4 separate regions of the Sus scrofa genome follow, and regions 1, 3 and 4 are each linked to region 2. The links are chromatin contacts, called in public HiChIP or PLAC-seq and promoter capture Hi-C maps. All regions are on one chromosome and are shown on one strand. Each heading gives the region's core, a stretch centred on a gene start, on an enhancer-like site or on the middle of the called end of the contact. The rest is flanking DNA. Distances are from core to core; before and after follow the strand shown. Region 1 holds the start of NDUFB6 (NADH:ubiquinone oxidoreductase subunit B6). Region 2 holds the start of DNAJA1 (DnaJ heat shock protein family (Hsp40) member A1). Region 3 holds the start of DDX58 (DExD/H-box helicase 58). Region 4 holds the start of TOPORS (E3 ubiquitin-protein ligase Topors).

What was found. Promoter capture Hi-C pulls out the DNA fragments that hold promoters and counts their contacts. HiChIP or PLAC-seq counts read pairs in DNA pulled down with a chosen protein or histone mark.
Region 1: a promoter capture Hi-C map of liver shows a contact between it and region 2, with 2.6 times the contacts expected there. The contact joins the promoter of NDUFB6 here to the promoter of DNAJA1 in region 2. A contact is called at or near these places in 1 of 5 promoter capture datasets (liver), 1 of 47 Hi-C or Micro-C datasets (embryonic fibroblasts) and 1 of 2 datasets of contacts at active chromatin or transcription factors (alveolar macrophages).
Region 3: an H3K27ac HiChIP or PLAC-seq map of alveolar macrophages shows a contact between it and region 2. The contact joins the promoter of DDX58 here to the promoter of DNAJA1 in region 2. A contact is called at or near these places in 1 of 5 promoter capture datasets (liver) and 1 of 2 datasets of contacts at active chromatin or transcription factors (alveolar macrophages).
Region 4: an H3K27ac HiChIP or PLAC-seq map of alveolar macrophages shows a contact between it and region 2. The contact joins the promoter of TOPORS here to the promoter of DNAJA1 in region 2. A contact is called at or near these places in 1 of 5 promoter capture datasets (liver), 3 of 47 Hi-C or Micro-C datasets (heart right ventricle, liver and skeletal muscle) and 2 of 2 datasets of contacts at active chromatin or transcription factors (alveolar macrophages and skeletal muscle).

What each region holds. Positions count from the first base shown.
Region 1 is chr10:33,845,879-33,852,978 of Sscrofa11.1, reverse strand. It overlaps NDUFB6 (NADH:ubiquinone oxidoreductase subunit B6), which reads right to left and starts at 3,636. Exons shown (of 4, transcript NM_001044554.2): 1 at 3,344-3,636; 2 at 1,347-1,439. The coding sequence starts at 3,523.
Region 2 is chr10:33,443,910-33,451,186 of Sscrofa11.1, reverse strand. DNAJA1 (DnaJ heat shock protein family (Hsp40) member A1) reads left to right here and starts at 5,631. Exons shown (of 9, transcript NM_001244163.1): 1 at 5,631-5,763; 2 at 6,817-6,958; 3 at 7,116-7,277. The coding sequence starts at 6,827.
Region 3 is chr10:33,889,233-33,896,638 of Sscrofa11.1, reverse strand. It overlaps DDX58 (DExD/H-box helicase 58), which reads right to left and starts at 4,828. Exons shown (of 18, transcript NM_213804.2): 1 at 4,723-4,828. The coding sequence starts at 4,828.
Region 4 is chr10:33,863,594-33,870,055 of Sscrofa11.1, reverse strand. TOPORS (E3 ubiquitin-protein ligase Topors) reads right to left here and starts at 4,089. Exons shown (of 3, transcript XM_013980194.2): 1 at 3,817-4,089; 2 at 2,111-2,305. The coding sequence starts at 3,819. It overlaps NDUFB6 (NADH:ubiquinone oxidoreductase subunit B6), which reads right to left. Exons shown (of 4, transcript NM_001044554.2): 4 at 5,064-5,223. The coding sequence ends at 5,155.

The sequences.
Region 1 (7,100 bases), core at 2,387-4,886, 400 kb before region 2:
ACTAGGCTTTCTCCCTTTACTCCATATGCATAACTCTCTTTTCTGACATTGAGAAATCTGAGTCCCAATATCATCAACATATGTGTTTAGTTGATCAGTCTTCCTGTATATAACCTATCTCCTATTGTCACCACCACCACACTCCAGTATAAATAACCTCCTCACCTCATTCAGGTTCTGACAACTTACTCTGGGTTGCCAACTCCATTATTGCCCCAAACTCTTCTGATACTTTCCTTTCTTTGCTCAGGTTCCAATATTCTACACCAGGTTGCTGTTGCTGCTCCTCTCCAGACAGGCTCACCAGCCCCCCACCCCCACCCACTCAGGACCTAACACTCCTCACTGCGTACAACAAAGCCCTCCCTCATTCTGTTTAGAATACAAAACTCCATCCTGGGCAACTACCACTGCTCTCCCTTCCATGCCACTCCCAAAATGCACTCCTTCCTCACCCTGCCTGGGATCTAACCCCCTACACCAGGGTATCCCTAGCCTTTAAAATATGGCAACAGGGGAGTTCCCGTCATGGCGCAGTGGTTAACAAATCCAACTAGGAACCATGAGGTTGCGGGTTCGATCCCTGCCCTTGCTCAGTGGGTTAACGATCCGGCGTTGCTGTGAGCTGTGGTGTAGGTTGCAGACACGGCTCGGATCCCGCGTTGCTGTGGCTCTGGCGTAGGCCGGTGGCTACAGCTCCGATTCAACCCCTAGCCTGGGAACCTCCATATGCCGCGGGAGCGGCCCAAGAAATAGCAACAATAACAACAACAACAACAACAAAAAGACAAAAAAGACAAAAAAAAAAAAAAAAATATGGCAACAGGGCATCTCAGTTCAATCACCACATGCAAGATCTTTCAGGGAAAAAAATTCAAGCCTCTAGATGTGCTAGATTCTAAAGAAAGTTAAGTTGTGAAAAAACACAGAGCAAAGGGAAAGGGAATAGTAAGATGACAAAGACAACTTTTAACTATTTTGAATTTTATCTTAGATCTGTGTTCAAAAAAAAAAGGAACAGAAATTCTTTTCTCCCTTCCAACTCAGGACTCCAAGTTTACACTCACATTATCAGGTCAACTACATTTCTGATCACATAATGTTGTTTCTATGAGGAAACACAACTCAAGTTGTAAGCAACTAATATAAAGATTAAATTTTTGAAAAACCATACATTACTTAAGTTTCCTTAAACCTTTTACCTAAAAGGATTCAACTTCAAAATCAGTTATACATGGCAGATTATTTCCATTAAGTAGAGCAGAGTAAGGCATACTCGCATAGAAAATAATTTTGCACAATATTAAAAACAAATTCTGAAAAACATACACTTAAAGCATACTTACAGTTACATGATATTTAAGATAATAATGAATAATCCATACAGGGATAAGCACATGAGTAACAGCAAAGATGCTGTGTCGGTATGTCTTATAGATCTGGGGGAAAAAGCATACAAGAAATAGATACCTTATTTTTTCACATTTGCGGCAGGAAAAAAAAAGCATCAATGCTATAACAACGTCATGCTCATTGTAAAATCCCTAAATGTTACATATTTCCTTAAAGTCTGCAGCTAATTTCATGCATTCGAATATTTTTATTAAACACAGTGCCTACTAGGTGACACCTCCAGAGTTCAGAGCAAAGGAGGCTTAAGCAGTATTTTGCAGAGATATAGTAATGTATTTATAGATATACGTTTTTTAAAAGACTTCTAAAAATATCCCTATTATAAGTTTAAGACAAAACATGGCATAAATAATGAAAAAATAATTTTAATAGATTTAACCAGAATAATCAGCATACAGAGTTTTCATTTCCCTAATTTATCAATTTCAAATACATAATCAACATCACTTGTACCATCTAAGATGTAAGGCAGATAATTATGAGTACACTAATGCTGGAAAAAGGATGTCTTACATACTGGGATGGGGTGTTCCATGCTCAGTGAGCTGCCTTCAGACATACTGTTTTTAAAAAGAGGAGTTCCTGTCCTGGCTCAGTGGTTAACAAATCTGACTAGCATCTGTGAGGACGCAGGTTCGATCCCTGGCCTTGCTGGGTGGGTTAAGGATCCTGTGTTGCCGTAAGCTGTGGTGGAGGTCGCTGACGCGGCTAGGATCTGGCACTGCTGTGGCTGTGGCATACGTAGGCTGGCGGATACAGCTCCGATTTGACCCCTAGCCTGGGAAACTCCATATGCTGCAGGTGCGGCCCCGAAAAGACCAAAAAAAAAAAAAAAAAAAAAAAGGGAAAGGCAAAAGTCATTTAAAACTGGAACTTTTCCAGGGCAGCCAATTTGAAAGAATAGGACCTATCCTTTCAGGGAAAGGACAATCTAAATTTTAAGTGTTATAATAGATATGATTATGGAAAAGGTTAACATGAAGTAAGTCAGATTTCAACAAATTATTATTTACTTCCTTAAATCGCTTGCTTGATGGGTGGTATGTCAACTTTCAACCAGTGGTTGCCAAATCAGTTAGTAAAATGTCAGAAATCCAAAGGGAGAAAAGAGGAGAGTTGACTTAGAGTTTAATTTTACCACCGTAAATAAGTATCTAATACCACTTGCTCAGAAAAATGTGCACCAGACTTCGTAGCTCAGTAAGAAAGTAGATACACATGGATTTCAATGTGAACTCGAATTCCTCACCCTGAGACCATGGCTACATCACTGAATTTTTGTAGGCCTCAGTTTCCACACTTAAAATTAAGATTAGGACCAATTTCTACCTTACAGGAGTCCAAAATAAAATTAAGTAACACATGTAAAACCCTTGAAAAATGTCAGGCATAAAGTAAGAACCCAATAGGACCCATTCTTATAAGATGATTACATGGAGCTGTACTACCAGTTAGAAGCACACTGTCTTCTAGGTTCGGTGTAATGGCAGTTAGTTTCTATAATCTCAACCTCAAAGATCAGACAAATGTCCTCAAATACCGAAATCACTGAATTTTAACTCTAGTGAATCCTTGGCTACCATTCTGAGGGAAGATTCCCACAGTCAAAAGAGATGCAAGGCTGCACCATCCTGTAAAACCCAGGCAAAGATTCACCTCCTACTCATCACACCTGACAGTTAAATGGTATGACAATCCCAAAGCCAAACGTGCTCCGGACTCCTGACCCCCAGGCCAAGACTCTAGGAACCAGACAGCGTTCCCACTACACCCAAGTCTCGGCAGAACCTAATTCCCCCTTGGGAAACTACCAGTACTTTCGGGGAAAGGGAGAATCAGTCCCTACCTAATGTTGCTACAGAGAGCAGGCGTCACAGCAGCCAGGCTGGGGACCGCGACGGGGCGGGGGTGGGAGAGGGCCATCACTCACCACGTTCTTCCAGGGGGCTCCATCCTGCAAAAACTTATTCCAGAATTGCTCCATAGGCCACACCCGCCGCGGGGGCAGCACCGGTTCCCGGGGGCTCAGCTCCTGATCCTTCAGCCATCGCCTTCTCAGCTCTCGCAGCTGCTGCAGTCGCAGTTTCTCGTCGGGCGTATATCCCGACATGTCGCCGCCGGTACCAAGGAAGCAAGACACGGCGCGCCCCTGAACGAGGGTCCTGTCACATACGCGCGCTTCCCCTTCTGCAAAGCGACCTTGCGAGGACACCTGGGAGCGGCGCGCCGTTACGACGTCACTGGGGTCCTGCCCTCGAGCGGCTCCAATCTGCGCGTAGTGACTAGGCATGCGCAAACTCCTGCAGACCCCCGCACCGCTTTACGCGCCCAGATTTCCAGAGAGAGGCGGTTACTGGCAGACAGTTAGCTACCGGATGAGGAGGGAAGTAATGAAAAACAGGAAGTATCAGAGGTCAGTGTACTAAACGCTCTGACCAGGAAGAACTGGTGTATTGGGAGCTGGAAGTATGTGAATATGTGACTCAATGAGTGACTTCTACATGCAAAATTCATTTGCCTCTCCCACCTTGGAATTCGTCCTCTTCCCGTAACCTAGAGTATGTGGGGGACCCTTTACATCCATGTTCTGGTAAAGAGTCCTTGAGCAGCTGTCTCGTCTGTTCCTTCATCAGTACTGCAGAAGTAGAAAGTCGCTTACTATCCAGCAGAATTAGACACGTTCACCCTTCGTACCAGCAATCCCACTTCTAGACCTCTAGTCTAAAGATACAGCGGTAAAAATATGAAAAGAATGTGCACAAACTGCAGCACTCTTTATAATAAAATCCTGTAAATTACCGCTCAATTTCTCAGTAAAGGGCTGGCTGAATAAGTTGTGGTACAATAACTAAATGAAATGCTTTGTATAAAACTGGAGAGAGCTACTGAGTACATAAGTTGTTAAGAGAAAAAAGCTAAACGGAGAGAAGTATGTATAGTATGCTACCTTTTATCCAAAAAGGGGAGGGTGGTAGTGATACTAAATGTATATATATACATATGTTTGTTCAAGTTTTTAAAATAATGGAAAGGAAAATTACTTTTTTTTTTAATGTTACCTATAGGAAGAGGAAGGGGGTAGGCTAGAAACAAGAAGGATAGAAGCTAAACGTCTCCAAATTGGTTTTTAAAAAGCACCCTCTAAAAATCAAAAGTAAAAATAGATGGATCTGACTGCTTGGCGGCATAATTTCAAAAACACACACCACTTCAGGTAACTTTATTTTTGCGTTTTAGGACTGTACCTGAGATATATGGAAGTTCTCAGTCTTAGGGGTTGAATCAGAGCTGCAGCCACCAACCTACACCACAGCCACAGCAACACCAAATCTGAGCTGAGTCTTCGACCTACGCCACCACTCACTGCAAACGCCAGATCCTTAACCCACTGAGCAGGGCCAGGGATGGAACGAACCTGCCTCCTGATGGATACTAACCAGTTTCGTTACAACTGAGCCACAATGGGGACTCCCACTTCAGGTAACTTTAAATCATCACATTATTGTACATCCATAGAGAGGTATACTTCAAAGACAAAAAGAACTGCAAGAAAGAAAGAAAGGAAAGAAAGAGAAAGAAAAAGAAAGAAAAGAGAAAGAAAGAAGTCAAACTGTTTTAAGTAACCATATCCTTGATAGTGATGGTGGTGATGGTATTGTTAACCTGCAACTGAAAATAAACGTTTAGGCCGGGATTTGTGTTATGAGAGAAAGGAGATACAAAGATAAATTGTATGAGTTTAAGTTAAAACTCTGTAGTCCTAAATTTGGACAGAGTCAGTATTAACTAATGATGTATTTCATCTTTAAATATATATAATTTTTGTCTTAGTGCTCCCCATTGAAATGGCTAAAAACAATGGCCAACCCAGTAACCTTGAACATCTTTAGTTCCTAGATTGTGATCTTTAAATACCATTTTCCATTAAAAGGAACCAAGTATTCCTTGGAGTGGCAGTTCTCAAACATTTTGCTCCCCAAATCTATTTTTTTTTTTTTTTGGTCTTTTGTTTTTTTAGGGCTGCACCTGTGGCATATGGAGGTTCCCAGTCCAGGGGTCTAATGGGAGCTGCAGCTGCCGGCCAACACCAGAGCCACGGCAACCTCAGATCCGAGGCACTTCTGTGACCTACACCACAGCTCATGGCACCGCTGAGTGAGGCCAAGGATCGAACCTGAAACCTCATGGTTCCTAGTCAGATTCGTTTCTGATGTACCATGATGGGAATTCCCCCGAATCTCTTAAAATTCCTAAAGTTGTTGATGCCCCAAAGAACTTTTGTTTATGTGGGTTATATCTATTGATGTTCACTGAATTAGAAATTAAAACATTTTAGGAGATCCCACTGTGGCTCTGAAAGTTAAGAACACAACTAGTATCCATGAAGATACAGGTTTGATCCCTGGCCTTGCTCAATAGGTTAAGGACCTGGAGTTGTGGAGAGCTGTGGTGCAGGCTAAAGATGTGGCCCAGATCTGGTGTTGCTATGGTTGTGGCATAAGCTGTCAGCTGCAGCTCTGATCCAACATCTAGCCTGAAGGTGCAGCGCTAAAAAGAAAAAAAAATTAAAACATTTAAAAATAACAAAATATCCACTAACAAAAATTACTTAGAAGAGTGCCATTGTTTTACATCTTTGTAAATCTCTTTAATGTCTGGTTTAATAAGTGACAGAATTCTTATAGTGGCTTCTGCATAATCATAATATCACACATCATGTAACCTTTGGGAAACTCCATATATATTTGCAAGAGAGTGAGAGTTAAAAAGGGCAAACACCATGTCAGTAGTATTATAAAAATAGTTTTGACCTCATAAACCCCATGAAAGGATCATAGGGACTACAGGGGTTCCCCTATCACACTTTTGAGAACCATGCCTTGGAGAAATAACTAATTTCAGGGTCCAGTTAGGAAATGCTAAATAAGCTTGGAACATCCTGTCTTAGCAGAAAGCAAGGAAGTTTTTTAAAGACTATTATGTTTATGTCAAAAGGATTCAGGAGACAACCTGAATAGACTTCCACTCATCAAGGATGAAATGATGTGAGCATCAATAAGTATAGTGATTTCAGTGGAATGGAAAATATCAAATACATTCACATATCAAACTGAGTTCATAATGATTAAAAAAAAAAACCCTCACTGATCACTTTTTGATGGTGTTAGGGAACCAACTCATTATTTTGAAAACTGATGAATACAGGAAAATCAAGCATTTTCTGGCCTCTTTATATAAATTGCATCTTAAAGTAACAAAATAGTTGATGGTGGAAATTTATTCGAAGAGGCTTAAAAACCTAATAAAAGAAGAATGGATGATATTTCCCTGGTGGTACAGTGGCATTTTCACTTCTGTGGCTCTGGCCCAGGAACTTCTGCATACTGCAGGCACAGCCAAAAGGAAAAAAAAAAAAAAAAAAAGAATGGCAGAGTTAGAATATCACTATTTTGCAACCATTAGTTTGTCAATGAATCAGTGTCCCCATCAATAGAGGCTGAAATCTCAAAAAGACAGCAGCTTCGCCACCTGGTGGAAGACTGCCTCACTGCCTGTAAAGTAACTGCCAAACAATTGAATCTGATTAAGTTTCTAGATCTAACCACTTATTTAAAAAAAGAATGTACATATGTATGTATGACTGGGTCACTTTGCTGTACAGTAGAAAACTGACAGAACACTGTAAA
Region 2 (7,277 bases), core at 4,382-6,881:
TATACTTCAATTAAAAATTTTAAAATAGCACTTTAGGTAGAATTTACTTTTCATTTTGTTCTTTCCAATAAAATTTTTCTTCCCTTTTTGTAGTATATTGTAATTCTATGCATCCAAAACTCAACTCATCTGTCTCCTTTTCCAAATCTGCCCCCACCACAGCCTTTTTTTCCTCCTCTTTCAGGTCTCCTTATCTCAGGAAAGGCATTCCCCAACCATCCTGTTGCTCAGACCAGAAAGCTGGAGGTCATCCATGACGCCTTCTTCCTCAACTTCGCATCCAGTCACCATGACCTGCAGATTCCACCTCTATATTTATATCTCCCTCCCTCTCCATGTCTACTGCACAGGCCTTACCAATTCTAATCTAACCTCTCACCCTAACAGCTTCCTATGGCTCCAACCTCCACATTAGCACCCAAAGTATTGTTCTAAACAAGGTTGCTGTGAGGATTAAAATATGACAACATTCATATAGTTTGCACACTGCCTGACAGGCACGCCCCCACCCCACCAAAAAAAAGTCAGCTGTTGGAGGTTATATCACCCCACCTCTAAAGTGTTCCGGTATCCCTTAAGTGCTTTCAAGATAAAATTCAAGCTTTTAGCATAATTCTCAAGCCCTTAAGATTTGGCTCCTGCTGCTCCTTCCATCATCTCCAGCTATCTCCATGGACACTTGAAATCTGGTGAGAGTTACAAAACACACCTCTGAGATAAAATATAATGGTAAGAAAACAGACCATTCATGATAGCAACAAGAAGACAACGTCTAGTAACACCTTTAAAAAGAAATGATCAGGATCTAGTTGTTTGATTCTTTTTTAAGCATGAAACATAAAGAAAGTGAATATACAGGAGTTCCCATCATGGCTCAGCAGAAACAAATCTGACTAGGAACCATAAAGTTTCGGGTTCAATCCCTGGCCTTGCTCAGTGGGTTAAGGATCCGGCGTTGCCATGAGCTGTGGTGTAGGTCACATACATGGCTTGGATCCAGCGTTGCTGTGGCTGTGGCGGAGGCCAGCAGCTGTAGCTCTGATTCAACCCCTAGCCTGGGAACTTCCATGAAAAGAGAAAAGACAAAAGACAAAAAAAAAAAAAAAAAAAGAAAGTGAATGTACAGTTATGTGCACAACATAACTTGTTTACAAGTAGCAGGATTCAACAATATAAACATGTTAATTCTCCCCAAACTGACTGATATATAAAAGTAAGGTAATCTTAAGCAAAATCACATTGGGATTTTGGAGGAATCTGCCAGAAATATTCTTAAGCTCATCTGGAAGAATAAAAATACTAGAAAATGCCAGGAAAATTGTAAAAAGGAGGGGCAATGAGGGGAAAGAAGCCCACTAGACAGTAAAATGTATTTTAAGGAAATTTAGTATACAGTAAAAGTGGCATTTCACATTAGTTAGGAAAAACAAGAGTATTAAAATAGTTAGACAAACTGGCTCACCATCTGGAGAAAAAGAAAGCTCAGTTACAAATAACCCTCAGACTTATACCAAAAGAAGTTCCAGGTGGAATAAAGACTTAAATACAAAAAAACAGAATCACAGAAGGCCCTGCAATGGCCCAGTGGGTTAAAGGATCAGGTCTTGCCACAGCTGTGGTGAAGATCATGCATTTGAGCCATGGCCTGGGAACTCCCATAAGCTGAAGGTGTGGTTATAAAAAAAAAAGTTGGATTCATGAGGAGTTCCATGGTGGCCTAGTGGTTAAGGATCCAGCATTGTCACTGCTGTGGTGCAGGTTCAATCCCTGGCCCAGGAACTTCTGCATGCCATGGGTGCAGCCAAAAAAAAAAAAAAAAAAAAGGAATTATGAATGCACTAGAAAAAAACCTGGGAGTATACATGTAAACATTCATAATGTTGGACTGGTGGAGTTGCTTTTTTTCTTTTTTGGCTGTACTTGCAGCATGCAGAAGTTCCCAGGCCAGGGATCACACCCTTGCCACAGCAGTGACAACATCAGATCCTTAACCTAATGAGCCACCAGAGAACTCTGGTGAAGGCTTTTAAACATAGCAAATGAAGGAGAAGTAGGAGGGGAAAAGAAGGGAGAAGAAAAGAACCGAGAAGCCAAAAAAGAAAGTAATCAAAAATTACCTACGTAAAAATTAAAAACTTAATACAGCCAAAATGTATACATATAGATACAGGCATGAAGTCACTAGAGAAAATAACCACAACATATGACACACTAAAACCTACTATCCCTAATATAAAAGTGCTATTATATGTTATTAAAATAGCAAAGACACCAGAGAAAAGTGGGCAAATGGTAAGAATAGACAGTTGACAGAAAAATCAGTCAGTAAATATCTAAAAGATGCTAACTACACTATTCAAGAAACTTAAATTAAAATAAAAGATATCACTTTTTAATCTCTAAAAAAGGTTAGCAAGGACAAAAGAAAAAAAAAGATCCCTCCCATATAGGCAAGGCCCACTCACATACTGCTGACAGTACAAACCAACATGGAAAGTTATTTATTCAATTTTAAATCTGCATTCACATTGACAAAGCCATTTCTGTTTTACAGAAATACTTTCACAATTACCCAAAGGTATATTTAAGAATTTCTCTGCAACATTATTCATAACGCAGTGGAAATTACCAAAATGCTCACCAATAGGGGAGTGGTTAAATAAATTATAGCACCTACACACTATACGCTATGAAGTTATTAAAAACAACAAGCCAGACTTATTTATCCTGACATGGTAAGATGACAATAAATTAAGTGAAAAGGGAAAATTGCGAACAACACGTAAAAAATGATCCTATTTCTTCACCGAAAAAGATCATATTCTAAATTACTGCTAATCTTTTTGTATTTTATGTAAATAAGAATTCTTTTTAAGGGAGTTCCCTTGTAGCATACCCTCAGCATATGGAAGTTCCCCAGCCAGGGATCAAATCCAAGCTGCAGTTGTGACCTACACGACAGCTACAGCAACAACAGACTTTAACCCATTTTGCTGAGCTGTGGAGGATTGAACCCTAGCCTCCACAGTGACCTGAGCCACTGTAGTCAAATTCTTAACCCACTGTGCCACAGCAGGAATTTGTTTGTTTGTTTGTTTGCTTTTTTAGGGCTGCACCAGAGGCATATGGAGGCTCCCAGATTAGGGGTCAAATCAGAGCTACAGCTGCCAGCCTACACCACAGCCACAGCAACACAGGATCCAAGCTGTGTCTGTGACCTACACCATGGCTCAGGGCAACGCCAGGTCATTAACCCACTAAGTTAGGTCAGGGATAGAACCCCAAACCTCATGGTTTCTAGTCGGATTCGTTTCCAATGCACCACGACAGGAACTCCAGCAGGAACTTCTAATAATGTTTTTTAAGACAACTAAGCATCACCTAACTTTGCCATTGGAGTGATAAGTTATTAGTTCTAAGCTATCTTCATGTTTGTATCACACTTTCATCTTTCTAATACTTGTATGAATTTCACTTGGGTTCCTCAGGCAAAAAGAAACACTAAACATGGTAACATTTAAGAAACACTAAGCATGGTAACATTCACTGTGGAAAATCTTGGTTGATGTGATTTAATATACACCATACTGATGTTTACCTCATATGCTTAACATTGGCATTCATCCTTGAGGGCAGGACAAGAATTTAGGTGATTTTTATATTATCAAGCCCTAGTTCACTGCCTGGCAATATTAGACTTTTATTTTTTCTTTTTTTTGTGGGGGGGGGGGGTTAGTACCTGAGGCATATGGAAGTTCCCAGGCTAGGGGTTGAATTGGAGCTGCAGCTGCCAGCCTACACCACAGCCACAGCAATCTGCAATTGCCACCACAGCTCACAGCAATGCTGATCCTTAACCCATTGAGAGGTGTCCCCTGGGATGTATCCACATCCTCAAGGATACCAGCTGGGTTCTTAACCTGGTGAACCACAATGGGAACTCCAGTACTAAACTTTTAGTAACTGCTGATTAAACAAAACAAAGCCCTTTATACCTGAGGTGATATCTGAGATGGCAACACCTAAGATTGGAAATGTTAAGGGTTTGTCAGCTGGAGCACAAGCAAAAACAGGTGAAAAAGTGCATTTGGGAAAATGCAGATAGTGACAACTTAAAGAGATAAGGCTGAGGTGATAAGCTTGGGGATAACTCCAGGGTAAAGTTCAAAATCCTTAGTTGAGTAAGATACACCAACAGGTGCTCTCCAACTACCTCTGAGGCCTCACCTCCTGTCACTCCAGCTCTTAGCTCTGGCTATAGTCAAATAACTGCAATTTCCTAAAAGCATCATATTCTTTCACACCTTAACCTTAGGTTCCCTTGCACTTTGTCCTTTTCTGGGAATACTCCTCTTCTTTCAAAACTCAGCTCAACTGCCACTTTCCCAAAGGAGCTTTCTCTGTTCCATCAAGTGAACATACAAGATCTTTCCTCGCTGAACTCTATCTTCCACTTCCCTTATAGTTAGTTCACTTCTCGTCTCCCTACTAAAATGTGTACAGAGCTTATTCAACTTTACATCTTCTCCGATGCTAGATACTCCAATGTTTTGTTATTAAATAAAGAAAACAGACCACATTTGCCATTATGCCCCAGGCTCAACATCTGAAAGCCCCAAGGACTCATTTTGCAAACTACAGATTCAGACTCACAGACTGGTAGAACTTAATTGTTAGGTCCAATAATTAAAACCATCCGTGTAATAATCTATGTAGGAAAAGAATCTGATGAGGAATGGCTATATGTATAACTGATATACTGATTTCAAGTGAACTGATGACACCTGAAACATGTTTATAAGTCAACTCTAATAACATTTATTTAAAAAAAAAAAGTTTGCCACTCTTGGTGTTACTGTGCCTAGGCTAGCCAAACCAGGTGAATGCCTGGCCTGAGAGGTTCCAAGGCCCTGGGTTTGCACCAAAGTATTCCAAACGTTTCCCTGTTTAGAGCTGCCTGAGCACAACGTATTACAAGGCCCAAAGTATATATCGTGTGTACAGGGGCCAAAACTTGCACGGAGGGTTCTTCCAACTTCGCAGTTCAGTGAATTACGAGGCTTTGGACAGCGCGTTAAAAAAAGCAAGATCCAAGGCCTGAGACTGTTCAGGAGCCCACAACCGTCTTGATCAGAAGTTCATGCTCCATGGCTTCCCAGAACCTCAGGTCTAAGAAACTAAACCGGTTAGAGACGCCAAAAGCGGTGTCAAACGCGCCGGCGGAGAGCAGGTGCGGCAAGGCTTTGTTCTGAGAGATTCCTGTACCGCACACCGCCCCGGCCAGCGTCCCTGTTCCCCAGCTCTCCGAGCTCTAGCAAGCGGCGGTGGCGGCGGCTCTCCTGATTGTGAATCCTGAGTTGGCCCGGAACGGAATCGCAGCGCTACTGGGCAAATCCCTGTTCCCGCCCAAGACTTCCAGACTTTAGGGCCCGCTGGGTGGAGGAAGGGGATCCAGAAAGTTCTACGAGCTGCAGGAACCCAGTCTTGAGCCCACCCCCACAAGGCCCTTCAGCTGAGTCCCTCCCACTCCGAGCACCCCCGCGCCGTTGCCCAGGTAACCGCGGGGCGGTGGCAGCAGCCGGAGGGGGTGGGACTTCCGGCGGGTGACGCGCCGCGACTCGGCTACAAAAGACGACGGTTGCGGCGCGCCGGGCGGAACTTTCCAGAACGCTCGGTGAGAGGCGGAGGAGCGGCGGCTGCCCGAGCTGCGCACAGAAACGCGCTCCTTCCCGCTCCCCCACATCGGCCTCGGCCCGCTCACCGGTGAGTTTCTGCTTTCACGCTTCCTCTGGTCCCCAGGCCTGCGCCATTAGCGGCTCCGGGAACTGGGATGGAGCCGCGGTCAAGTGGCGGTTGGCTCCGCGTGGGCTGCGGGGCTGTCGGTTCCTGTATCCTCGATTCCCTTTCTGTAGAATTGATGGGGGTGTCCCGGCAGCCCTTGCTGGTGCGCAACGGCTGGGCCCGATACCGTTCCAGAAGCTTTCCCCTCGCCTATCTAGCCGGGGGTCTCCAAGGATCTGCCGCCTCCGGGTTTCCCTCCGCCCGCCCTCGCTGGGGGTGGGGTGGGGGTGGGGGCGATTCTGCGCGCACGCGCAGGAGGAGCCAGGGGCGAGGGGCTGCGGGAGGAGCTTGGCGGAGGCTGCGGTTTTCGCATCTCCGGTCTCCCCTCCTTCTCTTTGTTGAGGGTTGGGCTTCTCCCACCCCTTCGCTCCTGAGTCGGAGGAAGAAAGGAAGGAAGCCCAACGCTCGGCGCTAAGTGCAGGGGGAAACCTAAGAACATGTAAGCTATGCTGGCTTGTGGGGCAAGAGGGGTTCGGCGTTCAAAGCAGAGAAGCTGTAGGTCCTGTGATTGAGAAACAGTCTCAGGATTGAGGGGGAGGGGAGCTTGCTTTCTGGAGCTTCCTCCCCGCCTTGTGCCCAGACGTCTTTTCTAGGAAGTGTATGGTTTATCAGATTTACCAAAGATGATAATGACAGTGGACTGAACCTATTAGTGCGTCTTGTCTTTACTGCCCTGTCATTAATGGGGAGGGGAGACAGGAAGAATCGAGATGGAGGTTTTCAGGTGGAAAGTGGGAACAAAGTAGTATGGGAGGTTTCTTAATTATTCCCTGATAATTATTAGCTTATATTTAGTCTGTTAGAATTTAATGGCTGAATTATCAAAGGACTTGTTACCGTCTCTGTGAAATTTAGGGAAGGTGATGTTCTTATGATCAGATTTGGCAAAGAACAAATTTCTTTGCCTAAACTCTTGATTTTTACTAATTAAAACTACCAGTTGAAAGTAGTTAAAATTGAACTTTTTTATTTCAGGCTGTAGAAAATGGTGAAAGAAACCACTTACTATGATGTTTTGGGGGTCAAACCCAATGCCACCCAAGAAGAATTGAAAAAGGCTTACAGGAAACTGGCCTTGAAGTACCACCCTGATAAGAATCCAAATGAAGGAGAGAAGGCGAGTACCATACTCACACTTTAACATAACTGGGTAGTTCTTGCCAGGTGTATGGTATTTCCATTACAACATGAAATTGAGTATGTCTAATACAGTGGCTGTGCTTTGTGACAGTTGAGTTTTTTTGGTGAAATTTATCCCCTTTTTTCTCACACAGTTTAAACAGATTTCTCAAGCTTACGAAGTGCTCTCTGATGCAAAGAAAAGGGAATTATATGATAAAGGAGGAGAACAGGCAATTAAAGAAGGTGGAGCAGGTGGTGGTTTTGGCTCCCCCATGGATATCTTTGATATGTTTTTTGGAGGAGGAGGAAGGATG
Region 3 (7,406 bases), core at 3,579-6,078, 450 kb before region 2:
GAAACTCCAGGGGAGTAAGTCAGTTGTCTGGCTGGTTAACCTCCATATTCTCAGAGATTAGAAGAGGATCTACCATTTAATATACATAGACTCAACAAAAGTATGTGAATGAATGAAAGGAAGGAAGGAATGCCTTCCTTCCCTGCCAAGGTCTCTGTCTCGGCAACAACAAAACAAACTCTTTCAAAGTGTAAAATTCAGGAGTTCCCCTCGTGGCTCAGCAGAAATGAATATGACTAGCATCCATCAGGACGCAGGTTCTATCCCTGGCCTTGCTCAGTGGGTTGGGGATCCAGCGTTGCCATGAGCTGTGGCTTGGATACCATGTTGCTGTGGCTATGGTGTAGGCCAGCAGCTACAGCTCCGATTTGCCCCCGAGCCTGGGAACCTCCATATCCCTCTAGTGCTGCCCTAAAAATATAAAAAATAAAAATAAAAATAAATAAAGTGTAAAATTCAATGGTTTTTAGAGTCGTAAATCTATCACAACTATCTGATTTTACTGCATTTTCATTACTGTAAAAAGAAATCTTGTATGCACTAACCCTTACTCCCCATTTTCCCTCCCCTTAGCCCAGGCAACCATTAATTTACTGAGTCTCTATGGATTTGCCTATTTTGGACATTTCATATGAATGGAATCGTATAGCATATGTTCTGTGTGACTGGGGTCTTTCACTTAGCACAGTTTTCAAGGTGCATGCATACTGTGTCATGTATCATTCAATCCTTTTTAATGCTGAATAATACTCCACCGTATGGATACACCAATTCTATCCATTCATCAGTTAAGAAGCATTTATGTTGTTTCTACAGCTTGTCTTTTATGAATAGTAATGCTATGAACATTCATGTACAAGTTTTTGAGTGGATATGTATTCATTGTTTTTGAGTATACATCTAGGACTGCTGGTTCCTATGGCAACTCCACATTTAGCACTGTAAGGAATTGCCAAACCATTGTTCAAAGGAGCTTTACCATTTTACCAGCGATTTATGAGGATTCCAATTTCTGCATATCCTTGCCAACACTTTTCATTGTCTGCCTATTTATTTATTTATTGCTTTTTAGGGCCACACCTGTAGCATATGGACGTTCCCAGGCTAGGGGTCGAATTGCAGCTACAGTTGTTGGCCTACGCCACAGCCACAGCAATGAGGGATCCGAGCTGTGTCTGAACCTACACCACAGCTCACAGCAATGCTGGATCCTTAACCCACTGAGTGAGGCCAGGGATCAAACCTGCATCCTCATGAGTACTAGTCGGGTTTGTAACCCACTGGGCCACATCAGGAACTCCCCTGTCTTTTTAATTTCCACCACCTATATTAGTTTCCTGTGTCTGCAGTAACAAATTGCCATAAACTGGGTGGCTAAAACAACAGTATTCTCTCAGTTCTGGAGGCTAGAGTCTGAAACCAAGGTTCTGGCAGGGCCACACTTCCTCTGAAAGCTCTAGAGGACCATATATAGTCCTTGCCCCTCCCAGCTCCTGGTAGCTGTTGGCATTCCTTGGCTTGTGGCTGTATCACTCCAATCTCTGCCTCTGTCTTCACATGGCCTTCTCTTTGTTTCTCTGTGTCTGCACATGGCAGTCTTGGTATGAAGACACCAGTCCCATTTGATCAGGAACACAGCCTACTCCAGTATGACCTCATCTTAACTAATTACCTCTGTAAAAATCCTTTTTCCAAATAAGGTCACATTCTGAGCCCTGGAGTTAGGACCTCAATATATCTTTTGGGGAGGAGGGAACAATTCAATCCATAACTGTAACCTATGTTGTCACCTATCCCGGCTTCCTTGGGCACACAATCCTACCCTGTTCCTTTGAGTGAGTTAATTCTATTCCTAAACCCAGTCCTTACAGCTGGGTTCTTGTTTCCAGGCATCCCTGCTACTTACCAGCTATTACTGGTTCTCCACATGGAGGTCTAGGTTGGTCCAGTCACAGCTGAGACTTTCCCAGGTAAGATGCCTCACCATACCCTGGTCCGTTTAGTTTCACTCTGCACATGGTTGGGCCAAGCCTGCTGCTACCTGGCCCCTATATCTGCTGCTACTAGGTTGTGCTACTTTCCTCAAAAGCACCGAGAGTTGAATGCTTGGGAACTGGCATTTGGGGCAGTCAGTATCTCCCACTCCTTTTGCCTTCCTGGCCACTCTGTGATGCCATCCTCAGCTTCCCAAGACAGAATTTATTGATCTCTTTCCTGCGCTTTCTTGCTGTCTTTCCATGCTTCTGATTGGAGTGCTAACACTGAATAGTGTAGAGTCCTCATCGAGCAGGGAGGGGGGAGGCATCCTCTCCCTTAGAGGGTGACTGTGAGCATGTTGTACTCATCTTTCTCTTCACATCATCAACAAAGTACCTGCCTCATGCATGTGTCTAGAATATGTTGCTGAGAGAATGGACAAGTGCTTAGAATACTGCCCACCAGTGCCCCTGCTGGATAAGAGTTAGGCTTGACTCCAAAGGGATGTTGCAAAAAATCTGTAACCCATACCCAGGTTTACCTTGAAACATCCTGGATAACTGTGAATAAGCCAAGCCCGAGAGCACCCCAGTAACCAAGCAAGCGCTCCGGGAAAAACATGGCTGCAGTGCTCCTTTCCCAAGAGGCCACTCATGCACAATATCCAACATGTGGAGAGAGGAATCACAGTAAGACAGTGGATGTTGTTAATGTACTTTAAATATATGGGGGGGCGGTGTTCACGGGAAACTTCTGTATGGGCATAAAAGTTCCCACTGCCTTCTAACGAAAGCAAAAAAATAAGTCAAAAAGCTTCTATCCAGCCATAATGCTCCTTAGTGTCTCTGAACCCTGAATCCTCACTGAATCCTGACTGATAAAGTATATTTGTCACAAGTAAAGTTAAAACAGAAATCAGAACTTCTAAGGCAGCCAAGAAAAAAGCAGGAGATAGAGAAACTTTATCAATCTAATAGAAAACAGAGAAAGATGGGGAGAAAGCAAAAAGTTTTTGTGATAAATTATAAAGAAAGAAGCAGGAAAGGTGTAAACTAAATGAAAACAGTTGCCTCTGGGGAAGGGCTCAAAATAAAAACTCTATGATATCTTTGACATTCAAAAATAAGGCAGTATAGGAGTTCCCCTTATGGCACAGCAGAAACAAATCTAAGAACCATGAGGTTACCGTTTCAATCCCTGGCCTCCCTCAGTGGGTTAAGGATCTGGTGTTGCCGTGAGCTGCGGTGTTCAGATCTGGTGTTGCTGTGACTAAGGTGTAGGCCGGCAGGCAGCTGTAGCTCCAATTAGACTTCTAACCTGGGAACTTCCATATGCACATGTGCGGCCCTAAAACAAAACAAAACAATAAAAGAGTATACAAAATGTTCTTCAGCTTACTTTTTTTAAACTTACCTTTGGTGTTTTTATTGTGATTGTATTATAACTATAAATTAAAATTACTATCTCTGAAAAACTACTCCACCTATGCACTCCCATAGCACACTATGGTTTTCCATCAAAGCACTCACCACACTTTACTGATTTGGTTACATGCATTCACACATGCTCTCTGCTCTCTCTCAGGACAGGAACCATTTCTATAGATCCCTCAGTTCCCAACAGAACACTTCCTATTAGACAATATGTCTAGTAATATGTGTAAATTCCCTCCAAAGCTAGCCTAATACCTGACACATGAGTTCTGGCTTATTGAATCAATACACAAGTGCATGGGAAAAAGGAAATTAATATGATTATTAGGTGTCACTCATTCCAAGGATTTCTAAAAGAGATACAGAGGTCTTGTCCAACTTAGAGTCTTCAAGGACCCAAGCTCCTCTGTGGTTATTATGATGTTATTTTGTTACTTCTCTCTAAGCACAACTAGAAAGCAAGGGTGGGGTGGTGTGGAGGGGTCCATTTATGTTGGTGGCATTCTTTCACCTCTCACTCCACAGCCTGTGGTTTGGTTTTACACAGCAGTTAGCTCTCAAGTTACCTGCCTGCTTTAATGCAATTTCCAAAAATTGCCTCACTGCAGGAAAGCTCTGTAGGGGAGCCAGATCCCCTCTCTCACCTCGACTTCTTCCAGGCACCACTGTCTCCCTCTATTCCCCAAGCCCCTGCTCACCTCACCACCATGCACTTCTACACAAATTGGTAAAATGGCCATTCTCCATCATCATGGGCCCCATGAACTACATTCAACCTGAATCGAAGCCTGGAGCCTTTCACTCCAGGGAGTCTTGCTCCTCTCAAGCTTCCAGTTACTTGCAAGTGCAAATAAGGTCCCGCAGAGTAAGCCTCAACATCCTTGGCCTTCTGACTGCACTCTGTAATCACCGTCTCCCACCTCCAAATTCTGAGACTGTAAAGTATATTAAGGAAGGACTTGTATCTTATTTCTGAATCTTTGATGTCAGCACAAAGCCTAACACACGGTAAATGGAACTATTAGGAGAAACCAATAAAACGGACAGTGACTTGTTTCCCCAGCTTCTAATGTAAACAGTTGTGCACCCCTAAGCAAGTCATTTCATTTCGTTGAGACTCAGTTTCTTGACCTCGTCGGGCACCTCAAACTCCGACAATCTCGTCTAAAATGCTGTGGAGATGTTGCCACAAACCCGGCCTTCCTAGCAAGCTCCCAGTATTGAGTGAAAAAACAGGTGAAAGCAAGAGGGAAATAAGACCTGAACTGGGTTTTTTTGCTCCAAGGGCCAGGAGCGGCTGGGAAGCACTCACCGTCCCTAAACCAGGGGGCCATGTAGCTCAGGATGAAGGTGGGGTCGAGAGTCTTCCTGACATAGTCCCCGAAAGCGTGCAGATTCCGCCGCTGCTCTGCTGTCATACTGCCGGCTCAGCTTCTGGCCGCGCCTCGTCTGCGCCTGGCTGCACTAAAGCCCGGCGAGCCGGGAGTCTCCTAAAAAGCACCCCGCGCCGGGAGGCGGAGTAGCTGAAGAACCGAGAATCGAAACTGCGACGAGTTGGGAAAGGGCGGAACCGGCCCAACCCCCGAGCCCTCACTTTCCCAGCGCGGTTTCATTTCTTCTCGGATGCGTGGTTCCCCAACCGGCGGGCGCTCGCGGATCTAGAGCGCCCCAAGAGGACCCCTGGGGATTGCTTTTTGAGGTTCATCTTCTCTTCGTTTTGCTTTTACAGCGGTCGAGATACAGTAAAATGCACAGATTTTAAGCGTACAGTTCTGAGTTTTGGCAAATGTATGCGGTGTAACCACTTTTCCCAAGTTGTGTGGGTCGGAAGGGCAGAGTCTAACTTTACAGGAAGACGTCACCTTCCAAAATGGCCGTCCAGGGGCTCATTCCCACCTGGCGTGGGGTCGACAGGTGATGCACCTACAGGAAATACACACGTGGGACAGTTTGGTGTTTGTTTGTTGGATTTGGCTTGGAGTTTTGCCATATCTGCACTCCAAATATCTTCTCCCAGGCTGTGACTTATTTTCTTAAAAGTGTCTTTTGAGGGGTTCTCATCGTGGCTCAGTGGCTAACGAATCTGACTAGCATCCATGGGGACGCAGGTTCGATCCCTACCCTCGCTCAGTGGGTTAAGGATCCTGCCGTTTCCCTGAGCTGTGGTGTAGGTCACAGGCGCCGCTCGGATCCCCCGTCACTGTGGACGCAGCTACAGCTCAGATTGGACCCCTAGCCTGGGAGCCTCTATATACCACGGATGTGGCCATAAAAGGCCGGAAAAAAAAAAAAAAAAGTGCCCTTTGAGCACAAAGATATTTATCAGTTTCTCTTTTAAGTTTTATTTATTGCCTTGGTAAATCTTTGCCTTCTCTAAAGCCATAGAGATATTCTGTTTTCCTTTAGAATCTTTGTGTTTTTAGCTTTTACACTTAGGTTATGATATCTCAGATTAATCTCATTGTGGTGTGAGCTAAGTAAGGGTCAAGGCTTCTTTTTTTCCCATACTTCTAATTGTTCCCCACAAACTATTTCATTTGTTGAAAACGTTTCCTTCTCCAGTTGAATAATAGCCTTGGCACCTTTGTCAAAAAAAGTCAATTGCCTGTATATGTGCAGGCCTATTCTGTTCTACTTATCTATTTGCTAATACTGCTTTATTTTTTTGGGTAAATATTATATTGACTATTGTGGGGTCTTTGCATTTTACTATGAAATAATCAACCTGCCAATTCCTACCCCCCCCAAAAAAAAGCATATTGGATGAACCTGGGGTGATTTGACATTTTTAACAATATTTGAATCCATGAACAATTTTTCATTTATTTCAATCTTCTTTAATTTTCTCAGCAATATCTTATAGTAGTTAGAGTACAAATCTTATACATATCTGTTAAATTTATTCTTAACTATTTTATGTTCTTTGATGCTAATGTAAATTGAATTGTTTGAGGGGTTTTTTGGTTTTTTTTTTTAGGGCCACACCCACAGCATGTGGAAATTTCCAGACTAGGGGTCTAATCAGAGCTACAGCTGCCAGGCCCACACCACAGCCACAGCAACATGAGATCCCAGCCACATCTCCTCACACCACGGCTCACTGCAATGCTGGATCCTTAACCCACTGAGCGAGGCCAGGGATGGAACCCGAATTCTCATAGTTCTTAGTAGGTTCCTTAACGACTGAGCCATGAAAGGAACTCCCTAAATTGAATTGTTTTTAAAGTTTCATTTTCAGTGTTTGTTGCTAGTACATAGAAATAAAAGGGGTTTTTGTTTCTTGGCCTTGTATTACACAATTCACTTGGATTATGCAATTCATTGATTTACTTAGCTCTAGTAATTGTTCTGTATATCTCTTAAATTTTTCTAGGTAAACAATCATGTCACTTGTGAATACCTGGTTTTATTCTTTTCAAATCTTCATGCCTTTTATTTTGTTTCCCTTCCTTAAGGCAACACCTATGGTCTCCAATAGAAAGTTGAATAAAAGTGATGAGTTGATACCCTTACCTTATTACTAATCTCAGCAGGGAAACATTCTTTAATTACAAAATTTGTAACAGAGAAGAATAAACCTGATTCCATATTGAATATACTCCTTTAGCTCTAAACGTGTGCTCTGTTGCTTGTGCTCAGCCATGCTGGCTCTGCACCAAGAGCTCCTCATACTCAAAAGAATGTTGCCTCGAGCCTGAAATATACGGGATAGCTCATTCTCAAGGTTCTGACCTTCCAAGGTAAAAAACTTCCACTCATATAGAGATAAAAAGTTGCTGCAGAGAATATAACAATATTTGCCTTGGAGGTTTATAATAACACTCTGACCAGACCTACATGGATAGCTGCAAGAACAAAGGATTCCCGCCCCAAGAAGTTTGCAACAACCAGCTACATCTCTTCTCCATTTAGTATAAAAGAAGCCTGAATTCTGACTCAGGCAAGATGGTTCTTTGGGACACCACCATCTGCTCCTTCTGCTGGCTTTCCAAATAA
Region 4 (6,462 bases), core at 2,840-5,339, 420 kb before region 2:
GACTTCAAATGAATTTCCTCACAAAAGAGAAGATTAATCAGCTCTTCTGAACACTTTTCCTTAACTGCTTCCCAAATTCCACATAAAGTTTACCATCTTTAGGATAAACTGATTAAGCAAAACCTTCCCTTACACAGATTCCGAAATGTGTTGGCTTTACTGGGGCTAAGAACCCTTCATATCACATTTTGGGGGGAATTTCAGATAATCAACAAGCATACATATCTAGGGAAAATGGATCAGAGGGGCAGGTGGGAAGTGATAAATAATCAGGAGTCTAGAGTCTAAATTAGACCACGGACTGGACATTTAAAAAACTTCAGTGATATAAACAAAGTAGGATTTCTCTGCAGAATTAAATATTTAATAAAGCCACGCTTCCTTAAAAGTTGTCTTTTATGGCACTCCTTAAATTATCACTATATATACATACAATTTAATCACTTGTTGATTACATTTGATGAAGAAATTGATGTTAATTCTAAATGCAGAGCCAGGGCTGAGAATCAAAACCACTTCTTAGGGTGTAATCTGGAGAAAGTTATTTATTTCCTCAAAACCTTACATTTTCTCAATTCTAAAATAGGTTAAGTAACAGTACTTAACTAAAAAAAGTGGTTGTGTGAAGGGATATATTCCATGTAAACATTTAGCACAGTACTTGGTGTGTAGTAAGAACTATTTTTTTGTCTTTTGTCTTTTCAGGGCTGCACCTGCAGCACATGGAGGTTCCCAGTCTGGGGTCTAATTGGAACTACAGCTGCCAGCCTACGCCACAGCCACAGCCACGCCAGATCTGAGCCACATGTGCGACTTACACCACAGCTCACCACAACACCAGATCCTTAACCCTCTGAGTGAGGCCAGGGATCAAACACGCAACCTCATGGTTCCTAGTCAGATTTGTTTCCACTGCGCCACAACGGGAACTCTGATGTACAGCTGTACAGTAAGAACTTAATACTGTTTTTCTATGTTATGTGAAAATAAAGTTAATCTTGGTCGTTTCCATCACCCATGATGGATTATAAATGCCCAGAAAGATGACAGTCTATAACAACTAAATGATCTTCATATTAATATCAGTGTTGCATTTAACACATCTAAGCAAAGTAGCTAAAATGGGTTCACCAAGTGGATGAACTAGATATACACCCCGAAGTATTAAAAGTAATCTGGGCCTTATCTTTTTTGACAGTAAAGAAATCACTGTACCTTTCTGAACTGTAATTTCATCACCAATCCCAAAGAAATCAAACAGAAGTTATAGAATCTACTGACCATAACACAAAATTTAATTTCATTTCCAGCAATTAAAAAGAACTACTTGGAAACCATTCCCCTCTAAAGCCACTCATTCCAGATAAGATTGCTTTGAGTGACTGTGCAAGTCATTGACTAAAAACAAGCAAAAAACCCCAAACTCTCACCGGCTATTAAATCTTCGATAGCTTTGTTGTTATTCATCTAAAAAAAATCTCGAAAATTACCTACCAAAAATTCTATCCATTTTTGCACTCAAATCACTATTTGTTTTTTCTCAGTACTGCCCCCTTCCAGTCTACCAATCAGCAGCCCGTGAGAAAAGCTGCACTGACTTGATGAAGAAGTCACAGGCTCAAGGGATGTAACAGTACACAGACAACTCCAACAGCCACAGCGACAGTCCCTTCCTTAGGGTGAGCACCGCGTGCATTACATAATCACAACGAACTAAAATATTGTTATTCCCATTTTACAGACATACTCAGAGAGGTTAGGCAACCCATCCAAGGTCACATCTCTGACAGAGGTGACGCCACGATTCAGACTCGACTGTTTTGTGTTTTGTGTCAGGTTTTTCCCTTACGACCAAGCTCCATCTAGTACACCGCCGCGCTCGCGCTCTCGGGAGCGCTGCTAAGAAACGCAGCCCTTCCCCGCCCACCCGAACCGCGTGGATCCACAGGTGTGCCGCAGGAGCCGTTGTCCCAGACCCCGGCCCGCCGGGTCGCGACGGCCCCTCAGGCCCGACCGCAGCTCCCGCGCCCCTGGGCCTCGATGCGAGCGGGAGCTTGGGCTCGCCCAGCCCTTCCGACCTCCGCGCCCCATTGTTCCCGATCTCACTCACCTCGGAGGATGCCGGTGCAGGCCCGGCTGGGGCGCTCGTGGCAAGCTCCCGGCGGCCCAGAAAGCTGGGTCGGTGACGGCAGGACCCACGAAGGCGAACCCGGCGACTTCTCCGCCGGCCCTCAAGAGCCGGAGCGGGCGGGGGCGCTTCACCCTCCTCGCGAGACAGCGGAGACCCCGGCGGCTGCTGCGACCCCTGTGACGTAAAGCGATCATCACCAATGGCAGCTTGGGGGCGGTGGCAGAAGGCAAAACCCACTTGGCAGGCCCAGCGCGTCAAAACACAGCACCCGCCAACGTAACGCATGCGCGGTGGAAGACGCCAGCAGCGAGGGCGGGGCCTAGCGCGCGCAGCCCGGACCCGGCCCTTCCCCCACCGTCCACCGCCCTCCGCCCCAGGAATGGGAGCGGCGAGAGCACCCCCCAGACAGAAATCGCTACCACAGCTTCACTCCTGTTACTATCAATCTCTCGGGGGGTGGCGGCAGGGGGGTTAATGTTCGCTTCTACCTTACCCGGAAGACACGGTAACTAGTTCGATCTCCTTTCAAACCTCACCAAACTCTGAGAAGTTACTGAAACTCTCTGCTGTACAGATAAAGGAACGGAGTTACACGGAGCTGAAGTGACTTTCGGTTGCAGTTACCAACCAACACCGGGATTCGAATGGAATCCCAAGTCCGAGGTTTACAGTCTTCAGAGACAGAGATCTATTCCAGTCTGGGGATAAACAGGGATTTTACCTATGACCACAGAGCCTTGAAATCGTCCCCAGATGACGTTTTCCTCCTTCCGCACTCCCCGAAAGCTGGATGAAAACTCTGTGCAGTTCATAACTGAGATACTTAGAGACAAGACATCTAGAGCCTAAAGCGGCCCGTTGCCTCATTCTACCGTTAGGCCTCAAATGTGCGCGTCCCAAACATTCTAGAGCTGAACTTACTACAACGGCCCGAGTACAGAACTCCGTCCTTTGGCTTAATATTTATCTGATCTTGCTACCGTTCTGAGCACAAATGTTCAACCAACACTTGTTGATTGGCAGGTACATTAGGCTAGGTAGTCCGTGCCAGGTGATTTCTTTTTATAAGTATCACTGGCATCAACAAGCCATCGCGTTCTCAAAGACTTTTTAAAGAAGCTCAATTAACAAGGACTCCCATAACGATGCGTTAGTTAACATAAAAGCGGGCGGCATTCTAGCTTACTTCAAAGATAAATATACACGAACGACTACCTATGTTGTGGGAACAAGTCCCGGAGGAAACATTAATTCTTCCACCGCTGGACGCCGGTGTAATATTTAAAACGTGGATTTTTTTTTCAAGTAAACTTTTAAATGCACACGACAGTACCTTATCCTGCATTAATACTGCACAGCAAGTGAAGGAAGATCGGCTGACGAGTCAAGCCTATCCCTCTCAGCGGCAAAAACAAAAAACCCACTTTTGAAGTAAATAATTCCTCGTTTCTCTCACCTCCTCCCTCAAAGGCGGGCTAGGCCGCCGTCACGTGACCCGCCCCCAGCTCCGGGCGGAAGAGGCCGGCCGCTCGATGGGAAACGCGCGCGGAGGCGACGGGGCGGGCGCTCGCGCCCGGCTGCAAGATGGCCGCCGCCGCCGCCGCCGCCCGGCAGCCACCGCCCCGGAGGATACTACAAGGCCTGTAGCTTCCGCCCGTGCCCGTGGACCGCCGCCGCCTCCTTACCATGAAGCCAGTGAGTCGCCGCACCCTAGACCGGATTTATTCAGCGGTAGGCCCCGGGCCTGGCGGGGCCCCAAGGGCTCGACTCCTCCGGCCCGCGGGTGGAAGGCCCCGTATTTCTTCAGCGCCCAAAAACTCCAAAATCCATTCCTGAATTAAGCTTTTCACTCCCTCACCTCGACTCCGCCTCTTCCTGGAGGACACGCTCTTCCGCTTCTTACGTCAGGGCGGCTTGGTGTACTCGCCTCCGGAACCCCATTTATTCGTTTGTTATTAAAATTTGCACCTTGGCAACGTGCAGGGCTGTCTGATGGGGGCGGGGAGGAAATGCCACTCACGTGTTTTTGCTTTTACTCCTTTTCTTGCATTTTTCAGTTGCTCCTCGCGGTCGTACTACTCTCATGGGGATATGTCATCTATGCATCAACTGTAGCTGCGCGGCGACAGCTAAAGAAGGAACACCCAGACAAAATGTTCGGGACGAATGAACATTTGTAACGCCTCTGAATTTAATTCTATGTATATACAGTTCTTTACCTCATGCTTATCGGACTCGTCTTGATTCACAATAAAATCCTTAATACAAGTTTCCACTTTCATTTTGGTGTAGTCTTTTGTAATAACCGTTAATGTATTAATTTATCAAATATTTAGGGGTTTGTCTTTTATCATCTCATATAACAAAGAACCTGGATCTGACAGCCTTTCAAGCTAGTTTCTAAAACACTTTTGAAATGCCTCAAAAAGCCTTCTTTAAAACAATCTGTAGTTCCCATTGTGGCTCAGCGGTAACAAACCAGGCTAGTAGCCATAAGGATGCCGGTTCAATCCCTGGCCTCACTCCTTGGGTTAAGGATCTGGAGTTGCATGTGCTGTGTGGTGTAGGTGGTGGACGCAATTCAGATCTGGCATGGCCATGGCTGTAGCAATTAGACCCCTAGTCTGGGAATTTACATGTGTGTGTGGGGGGGGGCGGCCCTAAAAGGCAAAAAGAAAAAATTGAAAGTGTGTAAAATTTCTTATATTTATTGCATGATTTCATTATGTTGCATACCTTCACATAAGACTAGATTACATACTGTAAGAAAAAAACTATCATGTGACTAAATTTCCTACATCCTCTTTCCAAATCAAGAATGGCCAAAAAAGTGACTTGCTCAAATCATTTAACATGCCCAGTTTTTATTTATTAAATAATTCAAAGAGTCTCAAATTGTATAATGTTTGGGAAGAAAAAGACACATATCTGAGAGTAAACTTTATTAAAGTTACTTTTCCAGAAAATATATTCAGTAAGTGTGGTAATATAGCTCATATGCCTTTGAAATTTTAAAGTTATCTTCAGTGATGTTGATCAGGAAATTCTTTCATTAGTGGGATTACTTCTCCAGTTTCCAGGATTGTATCACCCTAGAAAAACAAAGATGCATTAGTGAAAAATCTTGTCTTCAGAGGTGATAGTTCCACCATGTGGATAGACCTTGTGGAAAATCTAGTTCAGCTCTGTCATTCACACTTTAAAAGGGACAAAAGCAAAATAGATGCTGTCTGAAGATAAGCAACCAGTATTCAAAGTCTTAAGGTGTAAGTGAAAGAAGAGGGGAAGTTTCACTCAAGCAAAATGACCAGAAAGAACAAGAAAGTTGACTTTACAAAGTGATAAAGAGATAATCTTTATTTTGCTTAGCCCCAAGAAATAGGAGAATCCCTTGAAAGAAGTTGCAGGGAAACATCTTCACTTCAATAATAAGGAGGTAATGTGTTCCCAGAAACTGAATGTGTTAGGCCATCACCAGTTTACTGTTTGGCTCAGGTGTTGCAGAATGCACACTTTCCCTGGGCAGCTTACAATCACCCCAACAAGAGACACCTCGGTAATGCAGGTGGGTTGTTAAGTGGATTTTAAAAAGAGGTGCCAAAAGAAGAATCATTTATTTTTTTTATTTTTTTTTATTTTTTATTTTTTATTTTTATTTTTTTTGTTGTTGTTGTTGCTATTTCTTGGGCCGCTCCCGCGGCATATGGAGGTTCCCAGTCTAGGGGTTGAATCGGAGCTGTAGCCACCGGCCTACGCCAGAGCCACAGCAACTCGGGATCCGAGCCGCGTCTGCAACCTACACCACAGCTCACGGCAACGCCGGATCGTTAACCCACTGAGCAAGGGCAGGGACCGAACCCGCAACCTCATGGTTCCTAGTCGGATTCGTTAACCACTGCGCCACGACGGGAACTCCAGAAGAATCATTTTATTTTCCAAAGACAGTAGCTGCACCTTTGTGCTTTGTTTTTGTTCTCTTCCATCACTTTTTTGTCGTCTTAGCTGGTTCAGGTGTCTTTCCAAACATAGATATAGTGTGTTTGGCAGAATGGGCACAGACTTTAAAGCCAGAGCCAAGTAGTGAGAATCCTGGAACCCTCCACTGACAAATTGTATAATTTAAGCAGAGTACTTAGGTTGAATTTCAGCTCTGTTAAGACAGCAGATTCTGTCAGCTTGATAGTCCATGACTTGACTGAGGAGAACTGTTCCCAACCTGGTACTGCTCAGGATTGTAAATTTGTATTATGTTTAAGCCAAAATACATTTTGGGGAAAACTTGTTACCACGGCTAGCATTACCCTAACACAGAAATTAGTAACAAAGTGGTA